Regions from separate parts of the Hordeum vulgare genome. Here region 2 is linked to region 1. The links are chromatin contacts, called in public Hi-C maps. All regions are on one chromosome and are shown on one strand. The core of a region is the stretch at or near the end of the contact, and the rest is flanking DNA. Distances in the headings are between cores, read along the strand shown. Region 1 holds the start of LOC123410926 (putative transcription elongation factor SPT5 homolog 1). Region 2 holds the start of LOC123411346 (probable tyrosine-protein phosphatase DSP2).

Evidence for each region. Hi-C and Micro-C count contacts between places; a contact is called where the count stands out from the background.
Region 2: a contact with region 1 is called in a Hi-C map of leaf, with 5 times the contacts expected there. The contact joins the promoter of LOC123411346 here to the promoter of LOC123410926 in region 1. A contact is called at or near these places in 3 of 6 Hi-C or Micro-C datasets (leaf and seedling).

Annotation. Positions count from the first base shown.
Region 1 is chr7H:74,925,729-74,932,629 of MorexV3_pseudomolecules_assembly, forward strand. LOC123410926 (putative transcription elongation factor SPT5 homolog 1) reads right to left here and starts at 3,758. Exons shown (of 22, transcript XM_045103850.1): 1 at 3,312-3,758; 2 at 741-979; 3 at 512-655; 4 at 286-447; 5 at 141-224. The coding sequence starts at 3,672.
Region 2 is chr7H:75,181,546-75,188,446 of MorexV3_pseudomolecules_assembly, forward strand. It overlaps LOC123411346 (probable tyrosine-protein phosphatase DSP2), which reads left to right and starts at 2,978. Exons shown (of 5, transcript XM_045104276.1): 1 at 2,978-3,361; 2 at 3,468-3,561; 3 at 6,247-6,304; 4 at 6,394-6,437; 5 at 6,537-6,901. The coding sequence starts at 3,087. The coding sequence ends at 6,710.

The DNA.
Region 1 (6,901 bases), core at 2,508-5,007:
GTGATCACTACTGTTAAACATAAAAACTCTACTGTTAAACATGAAAAGGAGAACTTAAATAACATCTTGTACCACAGATCAACCTATTGTTACGCCAAATTAGATTTAGAGAGAAACAAAAAAAGAGATATGTGACTTACCAGTTTACTAGCCAAAACTTGTAAATCTATTCTAGGGATGAGCTTCACAGTTACCCTTTGCCGTACATTGTCAACATCAACAACCTGCAAAGCGATCATCTTAGTTTCTGGAGAAACATATCTAAGAGAAGTGATGTCATCGTACCTTAGCAAGGTCACCTTTATATACTCCCAGCTTCATTCGGACCCAAGTATCCCTTGCAAGATCAACATTCTTGCTCTCAACATAGAGGACATCTGCCATTTCTTTTATTGGGACTAACGTTATTTTTGCCGAAGCATAGATATTTCGTAGACCTTTGCAAGCCTGCATATAAATAATTAGTAGGGTTGTGCAACCAAAAGAAATATAATGTCACGCGTATGCATACCTCCTTGACATGGGCCTCCTTTTCCGCTTCAACATAAATATAATTTTTTAGATGATCTAACGCAACAACAGATTTTATCTGGAGATCTGTCCTATCAATGAACTTTTGCATTAGACAGATTGCTGTTTCCCTCTCATGCCCAATCTGAAACCATAATGTGACATTAGTAGAGCACAGACGGTGCTAAGAAAAAAAGGCAAGCGATTCAATTAAGCTACAGCTTCCCTACCGCACATTTCACCATCCAAAGCTTTGGATCTTTCACAGATGGCAAGAGAGCTTGTTGTTCAACGTCTGCAGCTTCCTCTCCATACTCAATATGAGTAGATCTTGCATATCTCTCTCGTACTTGTCGTTCAATCTCATCAATATCCTCTTCTTCATCTCTCATAGGGATAGAGTGACGTGATCTGGAGCCCCTGCCGGCATCCTCATCAGGAATGTCGGCTCCAGCATCATTGATGAAGTCTGAACAAGGGCCAATGAACAGAGATCAGTGCATTAGAATTTAGAAACCTACCTCTGTTCCTGCAAATCAGTATGATAACTGTTGTGAAACTAGTTCGGCATCCGTCCAGTACACATCTGAATAGTATTGAATTCCTTAGTAACACTAACAAAACACTTACTATGCTACTAAAAGCAGAATTGGCTGTAATAGCCGTCACAATATCTCAACACACTAGCCTCCGACTTATTTCCTTAATATAACCATCTAATTCATCAAGTAGTTCAATCCAGATCCTCTGATCCTCAAGCAACAGTGAAGGTAGGTCAACAGATTTTATATTCTAGTACAGTCATTTCTATTACATAAATGCAACGCCACTAGTGGCACTGTGGCAGATACATGGCAGATGTACTGAAGTAGATCACAAAACTGCTACAATAATACGAGATGGTTCCGCTAATGTTCACCCATTGCTTTCCTTAACCTACTAGAACTGGGAACCCATCATCATATTGACAAAGCATGGTTCTTCATGGATTCTTACGACCAATTGGAACAGGAGAGCTATGACTCGGATCTGTCATGAATTAGTGGGACCAGCAGGCCAAAGATATGACCTGACGTGTCATTTGCAGATATTAGCACTGGTTACCAGCATGAAGCACGTTGGCATGTAAATATGTAATACAAAATGCAGGAGATAGATTGAAAAGATTATAGAACTCACATGATATCCATTAGAAATAGTTTTTAGTTTGCTCCTCCCATTCAATGGCAATTTTAGGGTTTTGAGTAAACTATGAATTGTATTTTGTAGCACATGAAGATTTTGAGGGTACAATGAGGACAAGTGCAAAACAGATTATATCAAGTGATTCTTCAGAAATTATCTATCTATATCCATACCAATATACGAAGTACTAGTTAGGGTTTGATGCAGACCATCTTATATTCTTATTCGTCCAATTCAGTCTGACGGCTCAAGAATAAAATTGAACATCTAAAAAATTGTGTTTGCACATTGAATCCCTTAATGACACCATACTGATTATCCTTTACAACACCTCTTTCAAATTGTGGAGAATTGCACAATCCATTTATCATTTTAGCCATGACAGTATGATTGATTACCGTACTTAAAGCTCCACATGATGTATTTCATAAATGTTATGGTCACAAATGTTCAAGATAAAAGCAGGGGAGTCCAAAATCTGACGGATTTTTTTAGGAGATGTAGTTTATATTGGACAAACCTTACAGCCCACAATTACACCAGTCAGATATACAGGGCATGATGTCATGCTATTTCCCTTGCTCGTAACAATGAATCTTTTGAGCCGTTCTGCAGTTTACAGATGAATAATTGACTGATTTTCACCATGGTAGCAAAAGATATGTCAAGCTTAATGTGTATATTTTTATCTGCACCGGATCAAGTTGTATTCAAAGGTATTTTGTCTAGCATCCGGAAGACTGCACGAATTTAGTTAACTACCCAAGACTAGAAGAGGAAGTAGTGTGGTTCATTTACGTCATATGCATGGTCTGCTCGACAACTTAGTACGTAGTTGTTAATACCACATAATCTTCAATTAGCTCTGTTCCATGTAGGATTGATAGCATAGATTTATTCAGAAACAGTGTGTCTATGGCTCTATAGGGAGCACAATTTAGGCATAATTTTAATGAACAAACAGGAAACAGAGATCTATAAACAAAATCTGCTTTCGAACAAGAAAGTTCCCATGCCTGAAAGAACTCTCGACTTGACTCGAGTCCAAGCTCAGGATCAAACATACCATAGAGTATAGCATCAATAAGGGGGTTAATGTCGTCCTATTAGGATTCAAATTATTATCGTAAAAGAGAAGACATCCAAAACCGACACCTCCCAATGAAGATCAGCACTTCAACAGACCAGAACAGAAGCAACCAAATCAGTTTTAGCTTGAACAAGCATGTACTACGAAGTAATGACCGGGATATATGAGTTCTGCTAAATCACCATAATTCTCAGTTTGCAACCATTGAACATTAAGGCCATGACAACTAAACGATAACAAGCTCCGATTTAAGACAACAAAAAAAACATAGAATGGCATCAAAACCGCTGACACCTAGCTCTTAGGCAAAATTCAATAACTACTAGTATGTCCTAATATTTCCACCATCATCAGTTACCGAGAATCGCGCATCCAGAGGACGAAATAGAATAAAAAACACTTACACCTCAAGCCTAGTTCTGCAAATCAAGCCAAGCGGTTTCAGATCTCACCAAAGGCCGGCAGAAATACACAAGGATGGCATGGAGACCGCAATCGGATAGCGCAAACGAAAAGAAAAACTCACCATCCTCGCCTTCGCCTTCGTCCTCCTCCTCCTCGTCCTCGTCGACCTGCGCCTCCTCGTCGAAGAACCCGCGCACGCCGCCGCCGCCCTTCTTCCTCGGGCGGCTCCCGCCGTCGTCCTCCTCGTCCTCGTCGTCGTCCTCGATGGCCGAGTCGTCGATGAAGTTGTCCTGGCGCGATCTCTTCCGCACCCCGCCGCCGCCGGCGGGGGCGCGGGAGCGGGAGGCCCCCTTGCCCCGGCCCCGCGCCTCCTCCTCGTAGTCGTCCCCCTCGTCCTCCTCCTCGTCGTCGAGGTCGTAGGCCTCCTCCTCGTCCTCCTCCTCCTCCTCCTCGTCGTCGTCGTCGCGGCCTCGGCGAGCCATGGGTGGATTTGGCGGCTAGGTTTTCGGGCGCTCGCGGGGGGCGTCGAGGGGAAAGGGGAAACTCGTCTCCTCAGACGAGTCGTGCCCGTGCGCCTAGGCGGTTGCGAGGTGTAGCCTGGGCTGGCTGCGGGCTGCGGGCTGCGTCGGGTCGCTCTGTGGACCGTTGGATCAGCTGTACGATTCGGGGACTCGGTCGGATCTCGGATGGCTGGCTTCACTGTGGCCCACTGGTTGGACCGTAACTGGGTACCGTCTCCGTGTGTATATATCCCTTTCCGTTCTGTGACGGACAAATCCGAGTATGACGACGTCACCTGCTTTTTTTCACTGAAAAAAATACAGCGTCACCTGCTGGATACAGTCAGGTCAAAGGTGTTGCGCCCTTGCCGATCTGCTCTCTCGTGCTAGAATAACGAATGTGCGGCAGGGAACGCTGCTTTGAGCATCAGATTTCTCCGGCTATTTTCAGATGGCGGCTGATCCTGATGCTACTTTTGATCAGTCCTATGGGCTATGGCCTGCAATTGTTGGGGTGCTCAATTTAAGGCAGCTTTTTGGAGCGTCGAAGTAGGATCTTGAGAGTTTAGTGGACATATTAGATTGTGTCTTTCCTAAACGACCCACTACGCTGGCTCGAAACGTTTTAGGATTTCAAGTGACTTCGGCGGCGCGCAGGTGATCTTCATCTCTGCGACGTAAAGAAGCTCCCTGCTACAGTGATCTCTTCACAACACCCGTGAATCCTTTCCACGTCCTACTTGCTCCTCTCTGGGTGACTAAGATGGGCATTTGCGTACATGTCCGTCCTTGAAGCACGTGGGGCAACTGGGTTCTAGGGGTTCCAAGAGATCGACGGTCATGTCTTATTTGGGATCAAGGACGGGTAAGAAGGAGTTTGTGGAGAAGCAGCTGGAGGGGATGAGGTTGTCTTGGATGGAGAACGCGACGCTGGTGATCGACGACGATGAGTATTGCAAGAGAGGGATGAAGTGCCATCTTGGGCGCTTCTGGGGGAAATTCTGCATCGGCGGGTGCTTCATGTCAATACCATAATGGATGCCCTTCGCCCAACGTGGGGTAATCCAAAGGGTTTTTGCTTTAACTCTGTTGGAGAAAAGTTGTTTGTGGCCATCACTAAAGGGCAACGTGATCCCGATATAATTTTTTAAGAAGATCCCTCGATGGTGGGAAAGCATGTTGTTGTGCTAAAGGTTTTGGCTTGTTGTTTGAAGCCATGTGACTAGAAGTTTGAGAAGATGCAAATTTGGGCTCATGTAATCAATCTTCCTTCCAATCTTCGGTATCCGCCTTGGTGCCTGATGGGTGATGTCATTAAGGTGGGCGTGGATGTGGAAGGGTTTGCTTATGGAGAATTGCTAGGGTGAGGATATGGATAATTGTCAAATAACCAATCATGGAGTGGGTGCAGCTGGAGTCGGCTCATAACAAGGGGGGAATCTTTTATGATATACAATATGAGAAATTTTCGTACTTATGCTTTTTATGCGGTATTCTTGGTTATGCCGAGATGTTTTGTCCCGATCCGACAAATAGAGACGTTCAAGTCGGTTGTCATTTAGGAAAACCTTGAGGTGGTATTGTGGTAGGAAGAGTTGGGGGAGTGCACCTAGAGGTGCGAGGTGACGGCCTTTGGCAAAAATTGTTGGAAATATGCCCTAGAGGCAATAATAAAATGGTTATTATCATATTTCCTTGTTCATGATAATCGTCTAATGTTCATGCTATAATTGTATTAACAGGAAACAATAATACATGTGTGGATAAATATATCACAATGTGTCCCTAGCAAGCCTCTAGTTGGCTAGCTCGTTGATCAATAGATGATCATGGTTTCCTGATCATGGACATTGGATGTCATTGATAACGGGATCACATCATTAGGAGAATGATGTGATGGACAAGACCCAATCCTAAGCATAGCACTAGATCGTGTTGTTCGTATGCTAAAGCTTTTCTAATGTCAAGTATCTTTTCCTTCGACCGTGAGATTGTGCAACTCCCGGATACCGTAGGAGTGCTTTGGGTGTATCAAACGTCACAACGTAACTGGGTGACTATAATGGTGCACTACGGGTATCTCCGAAAGCATCTGTTGGTTGGTACAAATCGAGATCGGGATTTGTCACTCCGTGTGACGGAGAGGTATCTCTGGGCCCACTCGGTATAACATCATCATAATGAGCTGAATGTGACTAAGGAGTTAGTCATGGGATGATGTGCTACGAAACGAGTAAAGAGACTTGCCGGCAATAAGATTGAACAAAGTATGGGGATACCGACGATCGAATCTCGGGCAAGTTCTATACCGGTAGACAAAGGGAATTGTATACGGGATTGATTGAATCCTTGACATCGTGGTTCATCCGATGAGATCATCGTGGAAAATGCAGGAGCCACCATGGGTATCCAGACCCTACTGATAGTTATTGGCCGAAGAGCTGTCTCGGTCATGTCTGCATGCCTCCCGAACCCGTAGGGTCTACACACTTAAGGTTCGATGACGCTAGGGTTATAGGGAATTTTTATACGAGGTTACCGAAGGTTGTTCGGAGTCCCGGATGAGATCCCGGACGTCACGAGGAGCTCCGTAATAGTACGGAGGTAAAGAATTATATATAGGAAGTGAGGATTTGGTCACCGGAATTGTTTCGGGCGACACTGGTAATGTACCGGGACTCCTGAAAGGGTTTCGGGGGTCCACCGGGAGGGGCCACCGGCCCCAAAGGCTAGCATGGGCCAAAAGGTGGAAGGGAACCATCCCAGAGTGGGCTGTTGCGCCTCCCACCTAGGCCCAAGGCGCCGCAAGAGAGGGAAGGGGGGAAACCCTAGTGCAGATGGGCCTAAGGCCCATCTGGGGTGCGCCACCCCCCTCTCTCTTGCCCTGGCCGCCACCACCAGCCCTAGATGGGGCTGCCGCACCCTTTGGGGGTGGGAACCCTAAAGGGGCGCCCCCTCCCTCTCCCCCTATATATAGTGGAGGTTTGGCTGATTTGAGACACACGAAATCTCTCTCTCTCGGCGCAGCCCTGCTTCTCCTCTTTGTCCTCTCCCACGGTGCTTGGCGAAGCCCTACTGGGGGACCTCGTAGCTCCACCGCCACCACGCCGTCGTGATGTCAGAGCTCTCCCTCAACCTCTCCCTCCTCCTTGCTGATCAATGCGTGGGAGACGTCACTGGGCTGTATGTGTGTTGAACGCGGAGGTGTCGT
Region 2 (6,901 bases), core at 1,728-4,227, 260 kb after region 1:
GTCAAGCCGTCCAGATCCATCAACACCAAAACGGAGGCGACCTAATAATCCGTCAAAGCCCGTGTGTCGCCGCCGCCGGTTTCGGTCGTCGGACCTGCCTGCGCCCGCGCCGCCGTCCCACGACAGCAGCCGCCCGCTCTGACGCGCCTCCGCTCCCCGACGCACGCACTCACCGGCTAGACCAGACCACGCCATGCGGGCGCAAGCACGAGAGAGAGCCACCGTACGCTACGCGCTGCTTGCGTCAGCGACCGGGGTCGCCGCCTGGTGCGGCTCCTTCCTCTCGCGCGTTGCCTTTGGGCTCAGACGGTGCGGCCCGTTCGCTCCAAAAAAAAAAAAGAAAAAAAAAAAGGACGGTGCGGCCCGTTCGCTGGGCGTGCGTTAACGGCTTGGGAAAGGGGCCAATAAATAAAATCGCCTTTGTAAAGGAACCCCCGTACGTACGCCTGGTCACGTGAGCGCTCCGGCCTCCGGGTTTTGTTGCAACGGCCTTCGGTTAACCAAGCCAAGCTTCGTGCTCTGCACGGCTTCCGCAAAGGCTTTATTTTTCTTTTTTTGTGTGTGCAGTTTTTGGCTTCTTGCTCAAGGCTCAAGCTGCTGCCTATGTAAAAAACAATTTAAGATAGAAAGGAAACCAACCTACTGGTTCAGGGGCAGTGCCGAAAGAAAACGTTGCATGCATGTGTGCTGGATAACTGTTGCACTTGTTTTTCTTTTCGAGGAATTTTTCTTGCAGTTGTTAACCCTTGGTAATTCTTCTGGATATTTAGATCAAACATCTGACGATTATCCGAAGCTTGCCTATGAAATAGGATATGGTGTTATATATCCGCGTGAATCGGATTGGACTATTCGAATGTCAAAATCTTGTATCTTACCCTATAAAACCAGATTCGGAAACGGTTTAAAATTATTCTTACCACTTTCACACTCATTTTTCTACTGCAATTTTAGGATTAGTTAATGATGTGCAATCTAGCAACTGATACCAACAAAGGGGTAGAGCGAAAGATGGTCCATGTGTAGTAGACAATCCTTTCAATTGTTAACCCTTGACAATTCTTCTACAGTAAATATTTAGATCAAACATGTGATTATCCAAAGCTTGCCTATGGAATATGATATGATATGGTATATGAGCATTATCCTTTTGAATCATATCCTATGATATTTAGCTGTCAAAAATCTTGTTAACATATCCTTTAAAACCGGGTTCGAAGACGGTTTTGGTTGAAAATTATCCTAACCACTTTCACATTTATTTTTCTATTGCAATTTAGGATTGATAAATGATCTGCAAATTTAGGGTAACAAATTCCAACAACTGATAGCAGTAGAACAAAATACCTCTCCATCCTGCTATTGGTTACATCAACACATTAGACAGTGAGAGATTACATCAACACCTCATGTCTTCCAACATTTTTGTCTTTTCCACTCCACACCATCGTCCACTATTTCACCGACACTTCATCGCACTATCTTCACATGATAGCTCTAATTATTATGTCACTGTTCCATGATGTGGCTCTGAATTGAAAAAGAAATGTGGCAAGTTTTCAACGAATATATCCGCAATTTTTTTCCGTCAAGAAAGCAGAATGTCCAAGCTAATGTATAATGATGCAAGAGTACATGACACACGGTTTTATCGTAAATTTTGTATGTTATGTTGGCTTCATCGCAAAAAGTGGAACATAAATTGTGAAGCACGAACCAAAGCAAGAATGGTACTACCTTCGTCCAAGTGTATAGGGCATGCACGTAGTTCTAGGTTATCAATTTAACTAACTAAATATATATTATATGCGATACAAATTACATATTTATAAACTACATCCCCGCATGAATCTAATGATATATTATTTATTACATATAATACATATTTAAGTAGTTAAATTAACGATCTAGAACTACGTGCATGCCCTATACACTTGGACGAAGGGAGTAATAATGTTGACAAGTCGTACATTTCTTTCTTCTTATACAGTCTCTAATCGCATCTCTAGTATGACTCGACATGTAGGTGGATCTTACTTACATTTTGCTATAGATGGACAGTGATGTGCATTGAAAAGTGTTGACATCTTGACAAGCCTGTAGTACACGCAGCTGGAGTGGCAATAACATACGTTAACATCAATGATCGGCCTATATCACCGTCCCTACTATTGAGCATCAAATGGATAGGATGAGAGTTGCGCCCACGCTGTGAAGGAAAAACAAATTTACACTTATAGTGTCTCCTCGGTAAGATGATTTCAACGTTGTGTTAATCCTCAAACAATTTGCTGGACTCAATCGACGGTTGTCTTCGGTAGATTTGCTCAGATTCGATCTTCGTTCGTCTACATTCATGTGCCTTCAGGTTGAATCCTTCTGATTTACATGCCTTCTCATCATCGGCGGTTGTTGTTCTCTTGTGTTGGTCCTATGTGACCTTAACACAACGACTTTCCAATTATCTATTGCAACAAGTTTTGTCAGACTTCGACGAGGAAGCAGTTGCAGCAAGTTTTGTCATCGCTTGTAGTCGTCGATAGATGGCCTACGGATATGAAAGTAATTTTTCTTATTTATGCGTTCGTTGAACTATCGTAAATAAAAATGAATAGACTAAAGTTTTTCAAAAAAATAAAATCCTGATGTACTTTTGTAAAACCTTGGGGATAATCTGTTGAACCACCGCACTCCTTCTCAAGATTAAATCATCAGGATTCAGTTTGACGGGATTAAACTACATCACACATGAACAATGATGGAAACCAATTATGCTAGACACTCTAGATGTCATAACACACATTAAATCACCTCCTTATCCCAAAATTTCACCTTTCCTCATCATCAAGCTTTTTTTCTTGGAGTTCCCTTCCTCCAATTACCCACCTTTTCCCCCATCTTGCAACCTTTTGGAGTTTCCCTCCCTTCCTTCCTTCATCATCATCTTGTCCTATAAATAACCTCTTGCTTCCAGTTAGGCCATTACACCCACACCGCTCAAGCCATCACGCACACAAAGCACACCCATCTCGTTGGGATTTGACGGTTGTGCCCCCGCCCCCGCCCCCGTGCGCCCGGGAGCCATCATGAAGCTGGAAATCATGCCCAAGCAGAGGGCCCTGGAGGCGGGGCAGCGGGAGGAGGCCATGGAGATGAGCGGCCTGGAGCTGTGGAAGCACGAGAAGCCGCCCAAGATCTTCCCCATGCCCCCGCCGCTGCTGGCGGCGGGGGCCTGCGGCGACGAGTCCACGCTCGTCCCGCCGCTCAACTTCGCCATGGTCGACGACGGCATCTACCGCTCCGGCTTCCCGGCCGCCGCCAACTTCCGCTTCCTCAAGTCCCTCAACCTCCGCTCCATCGTGTGAGGATCTCCCCGCTCCGTCCGCATGCCTGCAATTGTTTTCGCGCTGCTCGTGCCCTGCGGTTTCTGTTTCTGACGTACGTCCGCCGCCTCCTCGCTCGCGCAGGTACCTCTGCCCGGAGCCGTACCCGGAGACCAACACGGAGTTCCTCGACAAGAACGGGATCAAGCTCCACCAGTTCGGAATCGAGGGCCGCAAGGTAACCAAAGACGAACAATCCGGCTTGCTTTGCTTTCCCTTTATGAAATTCTCTTCTCTATACGTTGTTTCTCTTGATGCCAATTCTTGGAGAAGGTAGGATCGCAGCTAGCTTATAGATAAGAATAGGATAACCATGATTACTTTCCGGAAGATACGAGAATTGCTCGCCAAGAACCGAGGTCGTTGATCATGTCGCTATTACGTACGCATCCTAGATTAATTAGTACTGCTCGCCTAGGTGGCTCGGGGGAGAATCCAATGCATCCCTGGCTGGATTTTATTTGCTGTCAACTGGCTTGCCTAATAGGCGCATCTATCTCCTTTCTCCTACCACTGGTACTATCTGGGGATTTTTCAAGTTTTACGCCACATCGGCCGTGGTCCCTTTCAGCATTGGCTTGATTAATCGACCCAGCTGTGCTGCTCATTTTAAACAATAATTTTCCTAATATTCCCAATGGTTTCTGCTAATTGGTTTGCTCCTGTGATAACAAGGCTGGTAGTGAGTGTGCATAGTTCCCAAAGCATCTCCATTATCCCCTTTCATTTTTTCCTTAGTTTTTCTTTTCGTTTCTTCTTTTCTGTTTCTTGTTTCAGTGGTGGTTTCACTGTTTCTGCAAAGTAGGCAATTCAAGGACTAGTTGTTTTTTGGTTTTTTCCTTGCAAAAACGTCGCAATTTATTTGGTACATGATTCTTCTTGTTTGTGCTTCAGTGTGAGCAGCTCATGGGACCTGTCTGTAACTCCTATTCACACCATATGCTCTTTAGGTTGTTTTAAGCAGCTTTAATGGTCCCAACAGGCTAAGCCCAATTTTGTGAATTAAAATTGATGGTTGATGCATGAAGCACCACAAGTTTCATGTGCTCTGTTTGGCAACCTAATCCACAATGGCTCGTGTGTTAAGTTTACATTGGACTGATTTAGCTGTCTGAGTCAAGTTGGACGAAATGTATAAAAAGCTTACGCACTGTAGAGGGTAGAATCACAAGTTGTGGTCTTTCACTATGCAGATGGTGCCTAAGAAAATCCAATTTTTTTTCACAAGTAATAAGAAAGAAAAATAAATAACTGGGGGCATGTTAGTATGGTACACAATGATAGAGGCAACGTGCATCCACACATTGGGCTGTCCTGTGTGTTGTTCTGTTCTTGATGAGAGGGGATAACACTGGGGGCCTAGATCTGCCGCAGTTTTTCGAGATCCGTAAATTGCCCTGTTCACCAAGATTAGCAGCTGGAATTGAGCATGGACGACAGTACATTGGATTCTTCCTGCTGGCAAATGATTGCTGATTTATCATGCTAGGTTTCAGTCACTATACAATTCGTCGGCTGGATGATTGATTAGATCACCACATATGGTTTGTGCCAGGGATCTAGCAACGATAGATCTGAGCATTAGGAAACATATTTTAGATGAAACTTCATTGTTTTTGTTAGCATGTTGAACTGTTCCCTGCTTTCATGTGACCATGTACCACGCTAGTGCTTTGCATCTGATCTTGGTAGAATATAAATATCTGCATGCAAGCTTAAACGTATGTGGTGCTGCTTCTCCATGTGTTCATGCTGATTATCCTGAATATGAAATGTCAGGTTGTTGTACGTGATAATTTTATTTTCATTCAAAAGAATTTCATGCCATTTATATGAATAGGAGTTGCAGTAAATTGTTGGTACGCCAAGTTATGTGCTTCTTTAAAAGAAATGTGCAAGAATGTTTCAAGGGAAACATATTTTAGCCGAATAATATTTTGTAGAGTTCTACACTTTTACTTCTGAAGGTTTAGGTATCATTATTTGCTCGGTTCATTGATGGAAATTATGTTATTAGTTGTCAGCAAAGGTTCTCAAAAAAAATTCCAAGTGGTGACTGTAGTGTTCAATTTCTCTTTGGATATTCTGAACCCAATAATATGCTTGTCGCTAGCCCATTTTATTTGGGAACTGGTGAAGCGGTGAAAACAAATCATATTTTTTTATGTTATAAAAACATTATCTTGCTTTTGATTGATACTATGAATGACAAGTAAATCCAACTACCCCAATTATTTCTCTTTTTGTATTTGAACTTCCGGTTCCAGGTCATCCATGACCTAATGCAAAATTAAGTTGATTTGACATTTATGCGAACCAGTTATTTTGTTGCTGTAAAGCTGGTTTGTTCTTCCTATTGGTCTGCGCGTCGTAGTTTCTTCGATGAGTGTTGTCATTATCTGACCTTCTGTGCAATTATAATTATTAGTTAGCAGGGACATTCAAATGTGTTTCGTAGTCCTACCTTGAAAATTAATACCTGATGGATGGTTGACCTTATACCAAAATCCTAATTCTTTTTTATGAAGAAAATCATGTCACTTGATAGACAGACATAGCAAGTTGGGTCTCTCTCCAATATAATAGGATCCAATTTGTTAAAACCACTGAAATAAAGAAAACTGGGGTACTAATAAATAGCTAACCAGCAGACAGATTTCAAGAAATTGGTCATCTATTTTTTGGGGTTCAGACATTACTGAACCTTGGTACCTTTAGTATATTATGTGACTCTATACACCACATTTCGTGTTACAACTGCTCATTGTGTGTGTAATTTAATTCCAAAGTCTTGATAAGTCCGCTCATTTGTGTCCAGAGTCTGATGCTTTGTCTGACAATGCCTGAAACGCTGTTACTGCAGGAACCATTCGTCGAGATACCCGATGAGAAAATCCGGGAGGCACTTAAAGTTGTCCTAGGTACTTCATCTTCTATAGATGCTTCCCATTTCAGTCACCTGCATCACAACATTTCATCTCTCTTACTCCTTTGGCTTTCTTTCTTCCAGATGTAAGAAATCAACCTCTGCTTATTCACTGCAAGAGAGGCAAGGTAAGCTTAATTAGTTCTGATTTTACGCTCTGCAGCTGCTATCTTCAGTCAATAACTTTGTGCTCACCGTGCAAATACTTTCTTATTATGTATCTGCAGCACCGAACTGGATGCGTCGTTGGTTGCATGAGGAAGTTGCAGAAATGGTGCCTCTCATCGGTCTTTGACGAGTACCAGCGCTTCGCTGCTGCGAAAGTGAGGAGCACCGACCTGAGATTCATGGAGCTGTTCGACGTCGCGAGCTTGAAGCACCTGACCACCTCACATTGTTAACCAAAGGGCGAGTGATCGCTCGCCCCCGCCGTCCTCCCAGATCCTAGTATATCTCCATCCTGTCCTCCGGCGGTCACTGAACCGACTCAGCAGTGAATAATTTTTGGAACCCGTAGAATGAATCCATGAGATAGCGACGAGACCTCTGCAAAACAGAAGATTGAAGAAGAACTTGAGAGCTCTATTTTTTC